Regions from separate parts of the Mus musculus genome. Here all the other regions are linked to region 3. A link is a contact called in public Hi-C and HiChIP or PLAC-seq data. All regions are on one chromosome and are shown on one strand. The core of a region is the stretch at or near the end of the contact, and the rest is flanking DNA. Distances in the headings are between cores, read along the strand shown.

Evidence for each region. A called contact is a pair of places that touch in the nucleus more often than the background predicts. HiChIP or PLAC-seq counts read pairs in DNA pulled down with a chosen protein or histone mark.
Region 1: a contact with region 3 is called in an H3K4me3 HiChIP or PLAC-seq map of the 230-238 cell line, with 12 read pairs. The contact joins the promoter of Dgat2 here to the enhancer-like site in region 3. A contact is called at or near these places in 2 of 39 promoter capture datasets (the 3T3-L1 cell line and hippocampal neurons), 4 of 115 datasets of contacts at active chromatin or transcription factors (the 230-238 cell line, bone marrow-derived macrophages, memory CD8 T cells and 1 more) and 1 of 9 other capture datasets (adipose tissue).
Region 2: a contact with region 3 is called in a Hi-C map of the 63-12 cell line, with 3 times the contacts expected there. The contact joins two enhancer-like sites. A contact is called at or near these places in 19 of 39 promoter capture datasets (the 3T3-L1 cell line, the C10 cell line, the HPC-7 cell line and 13 more), 44 of 484 Hi-C or Micro-C datasets (3T3-L1-derived adipocytes, the 63-12 cell line, the AML12 cell line and 32 more), 11 of 115 datasets of contacts at active chromatin or transcription factors (T-cell acute lymphoblastic leukemia, embryonic basal ganglia, embryonic stem cells and 5 more) and 3 of 9 other capture datasets (adipose tissue, liver and pancreatic islet).

The regions. Positions count from the first base shown.
Region 1 is chr7:99,180,982-99,185,437 of GRCm38.p6, forward strand. Dgat2 (diacylglycerol O-acyltransferase 2) reads right to left here and starts at 1,732. Exons shown (of 8, transcript NM_026384.3): 1 at 1,411-1,732. The coding sequence starts at 1,531.
Region 2 is chr7:99,447,721-99,452,265 of GRCm38.p6, forward strand. Gdpd5 (glycerophosphodiester phosphodiesterase domain containing 5) reads left to right here. Exons shown (of 18, transcript NM_201352.3): 8 at 402-500; 9 at 753-846; 10 at 1,222-1,367; 11 at 3,994-4,076. Among named protein-coding and RNA genes, the nearest start is that of Klhl35, 16 kb to the right of the region's middle. Within about 2 kb of position 1,516, at least 50 of the 459 cell types and tissues checked have an H3K27ac peak or open chromatin away from gene starts, as enhancers often do. A contact at or near this core is called in the 63-12 cell line and the CH12 cell line, where this site is marked.
Region 3 is chr7:99,315,465-99,320,118 of GRCm38.p6, forward strand. Map6 (microtubule-associated protein 6) reads left to right here. Exons shown (of 3, transcript NM_001048167.1): 2 at 225-438; 3 at 2,008-4,654. The coding sequence ends at 2,208. Among named protein-coding and RNA genes, the nearest start is that of Gm40449, 13 kb to the left of the region's middle. Within about 2 kb of position 2,462, at least 18 of the 459 cell types and tissues checked have an H3K27ac peak or open chromatin away from gene starts, as enhancers often do. A contact at or near this core is called in the 230-238 cell line, the 63-12 cell line, the CH12 cell line and 1 more, where this site is marked.

The sequences.
Region 1 (4,456 bases), core at 482-2,981, 140 kb before region 3:
TCTGATGGAGCCCCAGCATGGGTTAGCTTGCAGCCACCAGCATGTGAGAATGGCAGACATACAAATGGTAAGAAATATTCATGCCGTACCATTAAGAGAAGACTGAATTTAGAACTGTGTGCGCGTGTGTGTGTGTGCGTGTGCGTGTATCTCTATCTCATATTCTTGACTTTATACAACATGTACTAAGAGATGTAACCACTAGATAGTTGGTTTACCAGCAATCTTATTTTGTTCCTGATTGCCTAAACTTTCAAGATTACCACAACTAATATGTCCTGGAACTAACTCATCCTGTAAGCCAGGCTGGACTCACTCTCAAGAGATCTGCCTGCTTCTGCCTCCCAAGTCCTAGGATTGAAGGTGTGCATCACCGCTGCCCTTTCTAAGGAAAACTGGGGTAGCTCGTTCCTCCTCCTTCAGTTTCTGCAGCTTCAGCTAAGCAACGTGGGGTGCTTTGCCTTGTATGGAAAAGGCTGAGGTGTGATTTGAACTGTATGCCCCCCTTCCCCATTCACTGAAGGCCTCGGTTCTATCTTGAAGGCAGACACAACTTCTAGAAGGATAATCAACTTAGGCAGATCTCTGTGAGTTCAAGGCCAGCCTGGTCTATAGAATACCAGGACAAACAGAGCTGTTACACAGACTAAACAAACGAAAAAAATCCAAGGGTTTCCCACCCCTCTTCTAAGTATGTCAGACTCAGGGTTGCGCTGTGAGGGCTTCACAGTCTGGGTTGGCCCACAAAAGCTGGGGCAGAGGGCAGTTGGGGCACACCTGGTTCCAGGCAGGCATGTTCTCCATCCAGTGACTGTTTCAGGGGATTACAAAACCCTACTTACCACCCTGCCCCATCCAGTTCCTCCCAGCCAAATCCTGCTCCACCTTGTGAGGTAGATCAGTACTGGGGGCTGGAGAGTGAAATATCACTACTAACTGAGCTGAGTGGGTGGTGTCGCCCTCAGCAGCTGGGGGGATGGCAAGTGATGTAACACGTGTTGCAACATTAGTGAGTACCAGGATGGAGAATGAAGCCAGGCTAGCCTAGGATACCAGGTTGCCTGGCTCAAACTGGGTAACCAGCCGAGCTAAGCATGAATCTTGCCTCATCCTTAACCAAATGACAGGATGCAGAAGAGTCAAGTTCCCCTAAAGAGAAGCTAGTTGTAGTGGCACACCTGCAATCACAGCACCTGGGATGCCAAGGAAGGAGGATTAAGAGTTGGAAGCCAGCCTAGGCTACAAGGCGAGACCTTTTAAAAACTGGAAATAATTGTCTGGGACTCCGACCTGAACTAGCTAGCCGTCCGTCCAGCACAGGGCAGCACGCTTTGGCCAAAGTCCCTTCCTGAAAGTCGTCTTGCTGTGGGTGCCCTCAGGATGAAAGCCCTAGGGATGACTGACACTCACCCCATCGCCCAGACCCCTCGCGTGACAGGGCAGATCCTTTATTCTTGTTTTCGCTGCGGGCAGCTTCCGCCCGACGCTCACCCCGCAGGACCCCGGAGTAGGCGGCGATGAGGGTCTTCATGCTGAAGCCAATGCACGTCACGGCCGTGCAGAAAGCCGCCTCACGCCGCGCCCCTGACCCATGCCCCGGCCGCCGGGGCCAGGGCTTCGCGCTGAGCTCCGGGAGCTGAGGGACAGCGCCCAGGCCGTGGCGGCAGCAGGGCGAGAGCTGAGGTAGGTAGCCGCTGCCACCCTAGATGAGCAGAAAGCCAGCGAAGCGCGGCCACGGCGCCGAGCGCCGCTGCGCGCGCACTTTATAACCTCACAACGGGGCGGGTCGTGACGCTATAGGGCGGGGCAAAAGGGTCCGCCCCGGACTGTGCCATGTTCTTGTAGGGGGTGAGACTCCCGGCGATAAACTATGCACAGAGCCCAGGAAGGCAGCATGGCCTGAACTGTACGGTTCAGAGTCTATAGAATACGGGCAAGGGAGCCGGAGTCCCGGTGTATGAAACTACTCCTGGTTGCCCCAGCGACCGCCTTGTCATTCTCCCAAGCCTCTCTCTCAGACGTTAGTACGGTCCAGCAGCTGGAACGTGGGCAGGGAGTTTGAGCACGTGCGGGACGATCCGGACCGTGCGGGTGCCTGTGTCCCTTTTGGCTGTGCTTTCCTTGGGCAGGCCTAGCCTGCAGTGAGTAGTGTTGGAATTCGTTAGGTTACAGCTGGACCTGACAGTTACCCAAGTGCCGCAGCCTTTCCTTTTACCAGCAAAAAAATAGGAGTGATTGAGTCTTATCAGGAAGGAACCTAGAGCGATGGAGTCTACTACCTGTAATCCTACAATCCTAGCAGCTCGCTCTCTCTCTCCTCTCTCTCTCTCTCTCTCTCTCTCTCTCTCTCTCTCTCTCTCTCTCTCTCTCTCTCTCTCGCCTCTTCTCTCTCCTCTCTCCCCCTTCTCTCCCCTCTCTCCTCTCTCTCTCTCCTCTCTCTCTCTCTCTCTCTCTCTCTCTCTCTCTCTCTCTCTCTCTCTCGCCTCTTCTCTCTCTCTCCCTCCCTCTCCTGTATGTATGCAAGAGTTTGAAGCCAGCCCAGGCTACATAGTGACCCTGTCTCCAAACACCAAAGACAAAGGCAATACTACAAGCATAGTGAGTGATGGACTTCAAGCCCAGTTCCAGACCTCTCTTCCTCTCTTTTCCTCAACTTCAGGGTGTCTTTTGTTTGGCTTGGTTTGCCGGAGGGGGGCAGGGTGTGGGGTTGAGGGTTGTGTGAATGTTGATGTTTTGGTTTTTCTTTTCTTTTCTCTTTTTAGAAATTGGGTTTCTCCTTGTAGCCCTGGCTGTCCTGGCACTATGTAGACTAGGCTGGCCTGAATTTATAGAGATGCACCTTTGTCTGACTCTAGTGCTGAGTGAAAGGCATGTGCCACCACTCGCAGTTTGCAGCTTCAGTTTTCTTTCACATCTGTAAAAACGGGAACACCCGTGATTGTATTGTGAGAGGCTTTGAGAATTGAGGAACTGAGGTATATGGACTAAGCTCACTACAGGCACTGGGACTCATTCCCATTGCCCACAGAGGAAGAGGAGTTCCGCAGAATGAGGGTGTGAGCACAAGCCGAAGGGCAGCATCAGTCAGCATGTCTGGATTGGGGCAGGACCATAGAGACTGTAGTCCTGGCAACGTGGGAGATGGAGACTGCAGTGACATGGGATTAGAAAATCCTCCAGTGTCTCTCTTAAGACTTTGGGGTGGGACTGGGTTCTGGGAGAGCCTTAAAAGAAACGAAAGAGGTAAGATGAATTGTAGGATCCCTCTTGACAGAGTATGAGAAATAAACGTGAGGACAGGTTGCAGTGGGGAGCTGGGTGAGTGGGAGAATCTCAAGCAAAGGCAGTGGTTAAAGGTATGCCCTTCAGAAAAAAGATAGGACTGGGGTGTGGCTCACCTTTGGGTTGCATACTGTAAGGTCTAGGTCAATAGGGCCTTGGGGAAGAGCAGAAAAGAAAGGAGGTGAGTTCTACCTGAAGAGGGGAGAAAGTCCCAGGGCCTGTGACAAATGCCATTAGTGAAACCTAGAAACACTTGCATGATGAGTGGTGGGGCACAAATCTCACTGAGAAAATACTACCAAACCCAGAGAACTGAGTCAACCATAAATAGAAGGAAAAAGATCCTAGGGCATGATGATGCTCTGTGGTAGTCCTAGGTCATTTTATGGAACTAAGGGAAAGCTACTGGCATGCCATGCTCACGGGAGACTCGAGATGGATGTATGCTGTGCAACAACTGTGGGGGGAGAGAGGTATATATATATATATATATATATATATATATATATATATATATATATATATGGGGGGCAGAACAATACACAAACATACACACACACACACACACACACAGCATGGAAGACCTCGGGTCACTGTATGGCACATTCCTGCTCCAGGAGCATCTCTGTAGAGGAGGCCTTGTGCCAGGACCCATGAAAAACTCACTTACCTCTGCTACTGTCCGATGGGCAGAGATTAATCTGGAAGGTTATAAGCCTGGGGTGTAGTCTTTCCTTTAGCAGTGACTTGTCAAGTGTCCTTGCTAAGTCGATAGTTGTTCATCACAAAGTGGAGGTGGGAAGTTAGCCATACCTGTTATAACCTGAGCATGTGGTCAGTGAGGAAGAGGATGAGGTGGAGGAGGAGGAGGATGTCTCCTTCAGGAGCTCAAGGTCATTCTCAACTATGTAATGATTTGGAAGCTGGCCTGAGTTAGCCGAGACCCTGTCTCAAAAAAGAAACAGGAGGAGGGAGGAAAAAAAGGAGACAGAAAGGGTGACAGTTCCTATCTTGACTACTTATGGATCAACTAAAGTAATATGGAAAGGGTGTTACCATTATGCAAGGAGAGTAAGATACCATTATCTTAATGATAACAAATGGCAGGACTTTGGGTAAACGAGGCCCATTGGAAACATTCAGATCCCAAGTTCATGTGTGTACTTCAGCATTT
Region 2 (4,545 bases), core at 266-2,765, 130 kb after region 3:
GGCCTCTTACTGTCCATACAGCCTTCAGCTCATCCCTGGCTCTCTCCTTCCCTCCTCTTCTTGCACTATGTTCTTCCTCCTCTTCTTCCTCCTCCTCCTTATCTTTTTTTGTTTGTTTGTTTGTTTTTTTGTTTTTGTTTTTGCTTTTGTTTTGTTTTATTTTGAGACAGGATTTCTCTATATAACCCTGGCTGTCCTGGAACTCACTCTATAGACCAGGCTGGCCTTGAACTCACAGAGATCCACCAGCCTCTGCCTCCCAAGTGCTAGGATTAAAAGCACTGCACTGCACTGCCCCTGCCCAGCCTGTGGGCACGTCTGCTTTCTTTCTCCTCCTCCTTTCCCAGACAGAGGTCCCCTCATTCTTGCCCTGACCCTCTGTCTGGTACTTTCCTCTCCAGATGGGGCTGGTGGTCATCCTGGCCTCCACGGTGGTGGCCATGTCTGCAGTGGCCCAGCTCTGGGAGGATGAGTGGGAGGTGCTGCTGATTTCCCTGCAGGTGAGTGAGGCGGGCTAGGGACAGGGACACTGCCACCCCAGGACCCTTGCAACCCTTTATCACTCCTGTTTCTCCAAGGCGCAGAGAGGAACAGGGAGGGGTCTGCACAGCAGGCTTCCCAGCATCCTCAGTGGGCAGATGGAGACAGGATTGCCTGTCTTGTAGGTAGAGACGGTCAGCAGCATGCTGGTGACCTGAGGGTCTGGACCTGCCTTTGAGTCCCTGGTCCCTCCTGCCTCTCTTCACACCCAGGGCACGGCACCATTCCTGCATATAGGGGCCCTGGTGGCCATCACTGCACTCTCCTGGATCGTCGCTGGACAGTTTGCCCGTGCAGAGCGGTCCTGTGAGTACCCCTTAGAGAGGGCCCACCCATCCTGACCTCCATGAATACAAATGCCAGCTTAGACTGTCCAGGGACTCTACCTGGGTGGTCTGGGAATGAGGTGGGGCCCTTGTGCTCAGCATCAGGGGCTGGCTCCAGGCTAGTCATAGATGCTACCAAAGAATGCTCTGGGTGGAAAAAAAAAAAAAAAGAATGCTCTGGGTGTCCATGTCTTCCTGTACATGTGTGCCTAAGTGTGGGGTTCACTTCCTGTCAGAGCAAAGGCCACTCCACAGAACACCACGTTCTGACTCCAGTCTGGCTGGCTAGGCATGGTTGGGCCTGGTGAGAGATGCACAGTGGCTCATGGGACGTTCCTACTGCCCGTGTCTGCAGCCTCTCAGCTCACCATTCTTTGTACCTTCTTCGCCGTGGTCTTCACCTTCTACCTGATCCCTCTCACCATCTCCTCTCCCTGCATCATGGAGAAAAAAGACCTGGGCCCCAAACCTGCCCTCATCGGCCACCGAGGGGCTCCCATGGTAAGCACCCCAGAGGGTGGACCGGGGCAACAGCTGTTGCAGGAGAGGAGCATGTGGGAAATAAATGTCATGTCTGTGGTAGCAGATGTATCGCCAGCATAGAAGGACTTCCTGGTTTTGGTTTGATCTGCTTGAGACAAGCTGGGGTTTAAACTACCGCCAGCCTTCCTGCCTCTGCCTCCTGAGTGCTGGGGTTACAGGCATATGCCAGCACGCCCAAAACATAAGGACTTAAAAGCAAACAACAGGCTGGGGAGATGGCTCTGCAGGGGAAAGCACTTGCTGTAAAAGCCCGGCACACTGAGTTTAATCCCTGCCACCCACATAAAGATAAAGGAGAGGATGTTCTTCGTGTGCACTGAAGCATGTGTGCACATGCTCTCTCTCTCTCTCTCTCTCTCTCTCTCTCTCTCCCTCTCTCTCTTTCTCTCTCTCTCACACACACACACATGTATATACATACATAATGATAATGACTATAACACCACACTGACAATGTTTAAAAGTATTTATTTTCACTTTTATGTGTATGGTTGCTTTGCCTGACACCGTGGAAGCCAGAAAGGGGTGTTGGATCCCCTGAGACTGGATGGAATTACAGACAGTTGTGAGCTGCCATGTGGGCACTGGGAATCAAACCCAGGTCTTCTGAAAGAGCAGCCAGAACCATCTCTCCAGCCCCCAAATTAACAATTATTTAACATGACCTAATATCATAGTTATTTTTCCTTTGTCTCCAAAAATATCTTTCTGTAGTGCAGACTTTTAAAATCATGATCCAAATGACATCATGCAGCCCATCTGCTTGACACATGTCCCCCGAGTGCCTTTTCATCTGTGACAGCCCCTCCCCCAGTCTCCTTTGTGCTATTTATCTGTTGATGAAGCTGTCTCTAGACAGCCTCCCAAGCTGTGCATTTGGCTGCTCCATCCTGCGGTGGTGACTTGCTCATTATATCTGTTGTCCCATTTCTGAGATAGGGTCTCGGTGTGCAGCCCAGAATAGCCTGGAACTCACAAACCACCTGAATCCCCATCCTGAGTGTTAAGGTTACAGGTGTGTGCCCCGTGCCTGGGTGTGGCGTTCATTTTATGCTTGTTTGGTTTTTACCCTGACACAGGATAATTAGTGATGCATATTTGCAAGTCACGGTGTGGTTCTCAATTGTACAATGCATTATCCTCACACCGCAGTGATCCACCTGTCACATCACACCCTGTTTCATTGTGTTAGGAGCGTCCAGAATCCTCTCCTTTGCCTGTTTGAAAAGACACAGGGAGTTAGCATTTACCACTGCCACCCTATTGCAGTAGAATGCTAGAACCCATTCACATGGCCCATCATTTCCACCTGGTGACCGGCCTCCCCTCCCCCTCCTACCTTCTATTGATCATTATTCTGCTCTTTACTTCTGTAAGGTCAACTTTAAAACAACAACAAACAAACAAAAAACCCTCAAAACACCTTTTTTTTTTACAAAAAAATGTGGCATTGTGATGCCTCAGGACACGTGTGGAGATTCAGCCAACAATTTGCAGGTGACGGTTCCCTCCTACCAAGCAGTCCTGGGAATTAAACTCAGGTTGTCAGGTTTAGCAACAAGAATCTATACCTACTAAGCCATTTTGCAGACACTTTAGTGCTGTTTTTTGGGGGGCGGGGGGGGGTGTGGAGGCACGGATAGCCAGTGCTCTCTCCATGTCACTGTGAATGACTGTGTCCAGCCAGAGTCACCACGAGTGTGTTCCTGTGAAGGCTTCACAAATGATTGCCAGCCTTTTGAGTTGCCAGGTCTAAATCCAATCTCTGGTTTGGTGCTGACCTCTAGTGGTAGGAAGAGGTATGGCAATTTACTCTGCACAGGACCAAAGGAGACTCACTGCCCAGCTAGATACCCACAGAGAACAGTGATTCCCATATCCCCAAAGGTCTGAAGAGAGGGTGGGTCCTTAGGAGGGAGGATTCACCCAGGGTTGCAAGGCAGGGTCATGTAGCTCAATGGCTGGAGTCAACCTTCTGGGTGATGATCTGCCCTAGGGTTGCAAACTTATTGTTAGGTGTCAAGCATGAATTTGAGTCCATGTGCCAGTGTAGCGATGGAGAGATTATTATTATTGCTGTATAGATGAAGAAACTCATCACACCACAGCAACCCCATCCTCTCTCCTTCCCCCTCCAGAATCTCCCCCCAGACTGGGCTTTGAGATTAAGCCAGAAGGGACCAAGCACTCAGTCTCTGCCCAAAGCTACTGTAGGCCCACAGGCCTGTGGGGAAGGCCATTTGCTTCTAGAGTCTTGTTCAGTGCCTGTAATACAGCAAGGACAATGTGATCAGAGTGATTATTTGCTAACTCTGTTATTATGGCTGTGTCAGGCATTCATATTCATACGAGTCCATACCCAGCACACTGCCTGTCCCTTCCCCCCAAACCTCCATGAGGTATACATATTATAACAAATGAAAACATGGAACCTTGAAGCAGCTGTGTGGGTGCCCGGGTTCCCATAGCAACTCCACAAAGGAGCCAGAATGAGAGGCAGACCTAGCAGGGGGCACCTCCCACTGGCTGGGGAAGGGTCACCAACTGGACCCTAGCTCTGCCGTCACCAGTCCTTCCTCTCCAGCTGGCTCCAGAACACACAGTGATGTCCTTCCGGAAGGCGCTGGAGCAGAGGCTGTATGGGCTGCAAGCTGACATCACCATCAGGTTAGTATGGCAGAGAAGGGTGGTGGCCATTCTTCACCCCACCCCCACCTCTGCATCTGGGTCTCCTCATAAAAACCTCCTGCCCCTGGTGATAGGAGGGGGGATGAAGACTTGGATGATCACAACAAGCCAGGCATCCTTTTAGAGGTTTGTGCTAGACTCCAGAATAGAAAGAACAGACTACTGTCCAGTCAGGGTTTAGGTGTGGGGACACAGACCTGTTGGGAAAAAAATGACACCTGTGAGTCTCACGCCTTTCATCCCAGCACTCTGGAGACAGAGGCAGGCAGATCTCTGTGAGTTTGAGGCCAGCCTTGTCTACAAACCGAGTTCCAGGACAGCCAAGGCTACACAGAGAAACCCCATCTCAAAACAAACAAACAAACAAACAAACAAACAAACAAACAAACAAACAAACAGATCATATGGAAGTGATGTGAACATTTCCATCTCTAGATGCAGCATTTGT
Region 3 (4,654 bases), core at 1,212-3,711:
TTTCTCTGAGATCTCCACTGCCATCCCCAGACCTGGGCCAATTCTAAGAGAAAAACAAAACAAAACAAAACAAAAAAACTGTTGGGCTCTGGGGTGCTCGCTCCCAGCCACACCTCAGTCAGCGCCACAGCATGTGTCAAGAGCCGGCTCTGGGTGTAGCTGGGGTGGGGACGTTTCTCTGCTGTGTGATAGTTCTCATCACTGATATTTTCTTTGAATCATAGGAATGAATTCAGAGCATGGACTGACATCAAGCCTGTGAAACCCATCAAAGCCAAGCCCCAGTACAAGCCCCCAGATGACAAGATGGTTCATGAGACCAGCTACAGCGCCCAGTTCAAAGGGGAGGCCAATAAGCCCAGTGCAGCGGACAACAAGGCCATGGATCGCAGAAGAATACGGAGCCTCTACAGTGAGCCTTTCAAGGAATGCCCGAAGGTAAGGCAGCTCTTACTGTACAGTCCCGAGGAAGCAGGACACGGGGCTCCGGCTAGTCCCCAGGAGCTCCTGATGAGCCACACAGGCCCAGGGGCATCTCCAACAGGTCAGGTCCTGGTAAGATCCAAGGGCACACTAGAAAGGAGGATTACATGAAAGCGGCTTAACATTTGGCACATCTGACTCTGTATTTGAGAAATGAAAAGCCTCACCCTGGTGCTACAGCCCCTTTCCTGGCCCTCTTCACAACCTGGCTATGGCCCTGCAGCTGTGCCCCTCCACCCCGCTCCAGTCCCTGGACCTTTCCTTCCCTCCCAGGCTCTGAATCACATTCACCTTCACTCATCCTTCAGGTATTTTCATCTCAGTATAGGTTGGTTAACAGGAGAGACAGGCTGGACAGAGCTAGCCAAGCAGCCTCACAGGCCATTTGCTGCGTGTCAGGCCAGATGAGGCTGGGCACATACCACTTGTGTAATAGCAGAACACGTCTGAGGAGCAATATAACTCCAGAGCCTAAGTGGGTGGCCTCTCCCTCCTTTTGATCTCAAGTGTAGCACTCAGTTGGCATTTCCATTGTGTGTCAGGACCAGCTTTTAGCTAAGGTAGCCTCCCGACCTAGTTTGTCTGAGATGCACCTAGTTTTAACCGAATGTTTCACATTCCCGGGAACCGCCGCCCCAGTTTCAAGCAAATCACACTGAGATCACTGGTCCTCAGCTAGTGAATGGCCCAGCCTGGGAGGCCCAATATCAGCTCTGTACATCCACAGATGAAATAGGTCCCAGGATAGATGTTAGCACTGAATGAAAGAAGGTTCCAGCTGAGGAAGGAGAGGGGATGGGGAATCAGGGATGGACAGCAGGGTTTGCTGTATGAACTCATCAAGGACAGTGGCCTCAGAGTCCTCTGAGAAAGAGAAGGCAAGACTGCCTCTTCAGAACGAAAGGAAAAACCAGGAGCGAGGCCTGGAGATTGGGTGCTGCTTCGGGGAAGCAGGCAAGATCCAGCCAGAGATAAGCACGTGGCTGGTAGTACCCATTGCATGCCTGACACCTGAGTTGTTCCAAAACTATGTCCTTACCACCCCGGGGATCCACCGTAGTTCATCCCTATGGATACCGACCTGGCCTCTTTCGTCCAGAACCTGGATGACCGAGCATCTCCTCTCTGAGATGCTCAAAGAGTCTCTTGTCCTCACTCACTGCAACAAACCACATGCTCTGGCCTGAGCAGAATAAGACATAATAATTCTAAGGAGAAGGGACAAGAGATGCTGTAACCGTTGTCTAGCCTGCCAACCACCTGGCCTGCTCACCAAGGAGAAATGGCAGGGTGGGCAGTTCGTGGCAGGTGAGCGCTGCTACAGGCTGCCTGTGGATTCAGACCAGAGAAGCCAGGTGCCTATACACTGTGAGATCCTGTCCTCTCCCTGCCTGTCTGCTCCGTCACTAGCCACTATTGTGACTCTTTTGTTAATACTGCAATGTCTTTCTCTAAATCCCCTCTCCCACTCCCTCTCTTCTGTGTTTCTATATGTGTGCTCTGTCTGTCTGTCTTTCCATACAGGTAGAGAAACCTAGTGTTCAGAGTTCCAAACCAAAAAAGACCTCAACGAGCCATAAACCCCCAAGGAAGGCCAAAGACAAGCAGGTGGTGTCGGGCCAGGCTGCCAAGAAAAAGACCACAGAGGGCCCCAGTGCTACCAAACCCGACGACAAGGAGCAAAGCAAAGAGATGAACAATAAACTGGCTGAGGCGAAAGAGTAAATGTCACCGCACTTCCTTCTCTCCCCTCCCCCACCCCCTATATTTAAACCAACCAACCAACAAACAAAAAGGCCACAAAACTAATTAGAGACTTCCCATCTGCCTTGGTTCCAAGGGTCCCAGGAGCCCTGCAGTTGGTTTCTTATGGGAGAAATTATGTTTCTGAGGCCACCGACTCTTACTACTGGTGGCACAGCATCTAGCCAAGGGTCCCCTGGGAGCCCGGGAAGCAGTGTGCACTGGCTGTGCCCTTCCTGTGGGTCTGGGTTGGGTCAGGTCTTAGTTACTGCCTAGCCCAGCTCCTGGTGGGACTTGGAAGTGTCTGCTGCAGGGCATCCTCCCCTTGAACAGCCCCACAGTTTGCATCACGCCATTTTGGACTTAGGCAAATGTTCTTTCCCAAGTTCACTGGATGCTTGCATGCTGCCCAAGTTCAGCTTGGGCTTCAGCTTTTAGAACTTGTGAAAACGTTAAAAACAAAAGAACAAGAAACCAACCTTGGCCTTACTGTCAGTGAAACGGAATTGTGTCTGTTAACTAGAAGAAACCCTCTCCTGGAACCTCTGTTAGGAGTGTGTGCCTGTGTTCTGTGCCTATTGGTGGGCTTTGAATAGTGTGTCAAGTAATAGGCCACTGGCTGAGAAGTGACAGAGAGTGAGTATTTGGGATGCTGTAGATGGTGTAGGAGGAGCTCTGAGCAATGGGAGCCCGCTTTTCTCTGCCCTTAGCATACTGCTGATGTGCCCAACACCTAGTTAAGAGAGAGTGGTCAGGTGTGAGAAGGCACATCGCACGCTTATTGTGACTTTTTGTTCCTTCGGTGTGCAGGTGGAGTGTGTAGGCATGACGGCGAGGGTGGTGATGCACCCTCCAGCCCCGACCGAGCTCTTGCTCTGCTCCACAGAAAGGTCAATGTGCTGAGCATGTGGCCAGTGTGTGTAGCGAGTCCTGCCAAGCGCTTAGCCAGCATCTTTGACTTTCGAAGCTTAGAAACAGCTCTTGACGTACTCCGTGTTGCAGTGTCGCGTGTGTGGGGCTGAAGCCCCCTAGAGTTGTGTTGTAGGAATTAGGGAATGGTTATGAAAGGAACCTGCCCTCCTGACTTATGAGGAAACACAAACTATCCACCAGAAATGTCCTGGTGCGATAGAGATTGCTTCTGTCCCGGAAGTTCTCGGTGTTCTGGGTAGTTGGAATGATCCGCCCCAGCTTGCTTTCTCCTGTGGTGAATGGTTCAGAGGGCAGATCTGATGGCTCCTTGGTCTCTTCAGGTCCCTGCAGTTTGGGAAGGTGGAGCTCCAAAGAGCCAACAAAGTCTCTCCGTGCAGACAGGGAAGGCTTCGTGTGCACCTTGTGAGCCTGCTTGAGACATGTTTGAAAATGAATGCATCAGCACTGGGCAAGCCTTTGTTTTTAGCAGAGCAGACTAGAAATGAAGTCTACAGCATAGCCCGATGCCTGCCTGAGTCTTTTCTGACTCAGGGCCTGGACTGTGAAGGAGACAGGCTAGAGAAGGGAGGAGACATGATGAGTCTCATTACCACAACTCACAGGTTTCACAGGCCTGTTCAGAAATGCCTAGAGCTCAGCACTGTTCCTGGCTACCTGTTAGCCAGCCTTACTGTTTACCAGAGACTCTATCAAGTGCTCCAACTGTAGCGGCCGGTGCGTGTTCCTCTCAATCCCCGGCGTCAGTCAGATCTGCTGTTAGCCACACTTTGATTTCCCTGTAGAATAAACATATGTTTCATAGATCAAGTAAGTCAGAGTTTACAGTGCACAGGGATCCTTCATTCGGTGTTCGTGTTCTGCACACCTTGTGCCAGGCTTGGTGAGCAGACAGGTCTCTATATCAGCACATCCAGACAGAGCTGCATGACGACCCCACATGTGCCGTGACTCAGTGGAATTGGTGTTGTGTGCACTGTAGTTTGCCATAGCTTACCACAAGGGCCCCCAGAGCCTTAGGGGCTGAATTCCTTACCCTGTCCTGCCTGAGGCTTTAGGTGACCTGGATAATGTTCTTCTCAGGCTGTCAGGGTTCCCCCCCCCCTTTTCACACACCCACCTAACGAACACCGTTTGCTCTTGAATGTTTCACTCCACTCACAAGAAATGCCCTTTAATTTCTACTGTTTACAAACAAAGCTCTCCAGGTCTTATTCTGTCTCTCAAGTGTACTGGACAAAACTGACCGTGGTTCCTCAAGCAATGTTTGGTGTCACCTCTCTGCAGGTGACCAAGCCCGTTCCTCACTTCGTACATTTCCCTCTGTTCTCTGTTCACCCTGGAGCGAGAGAGCTGGAACGGGGACTTTTTCTTTAATTTGTCCTGCCTGCAAAACTCCTGGAAGCTATGCCCGGCTTCCCGTTCTCTGCCCCAGCTCCCAGACAGCAGAAGAAGCTTTGTCACACCCAGGCAGAGAGGAAGTGTCTACTTAGGATTT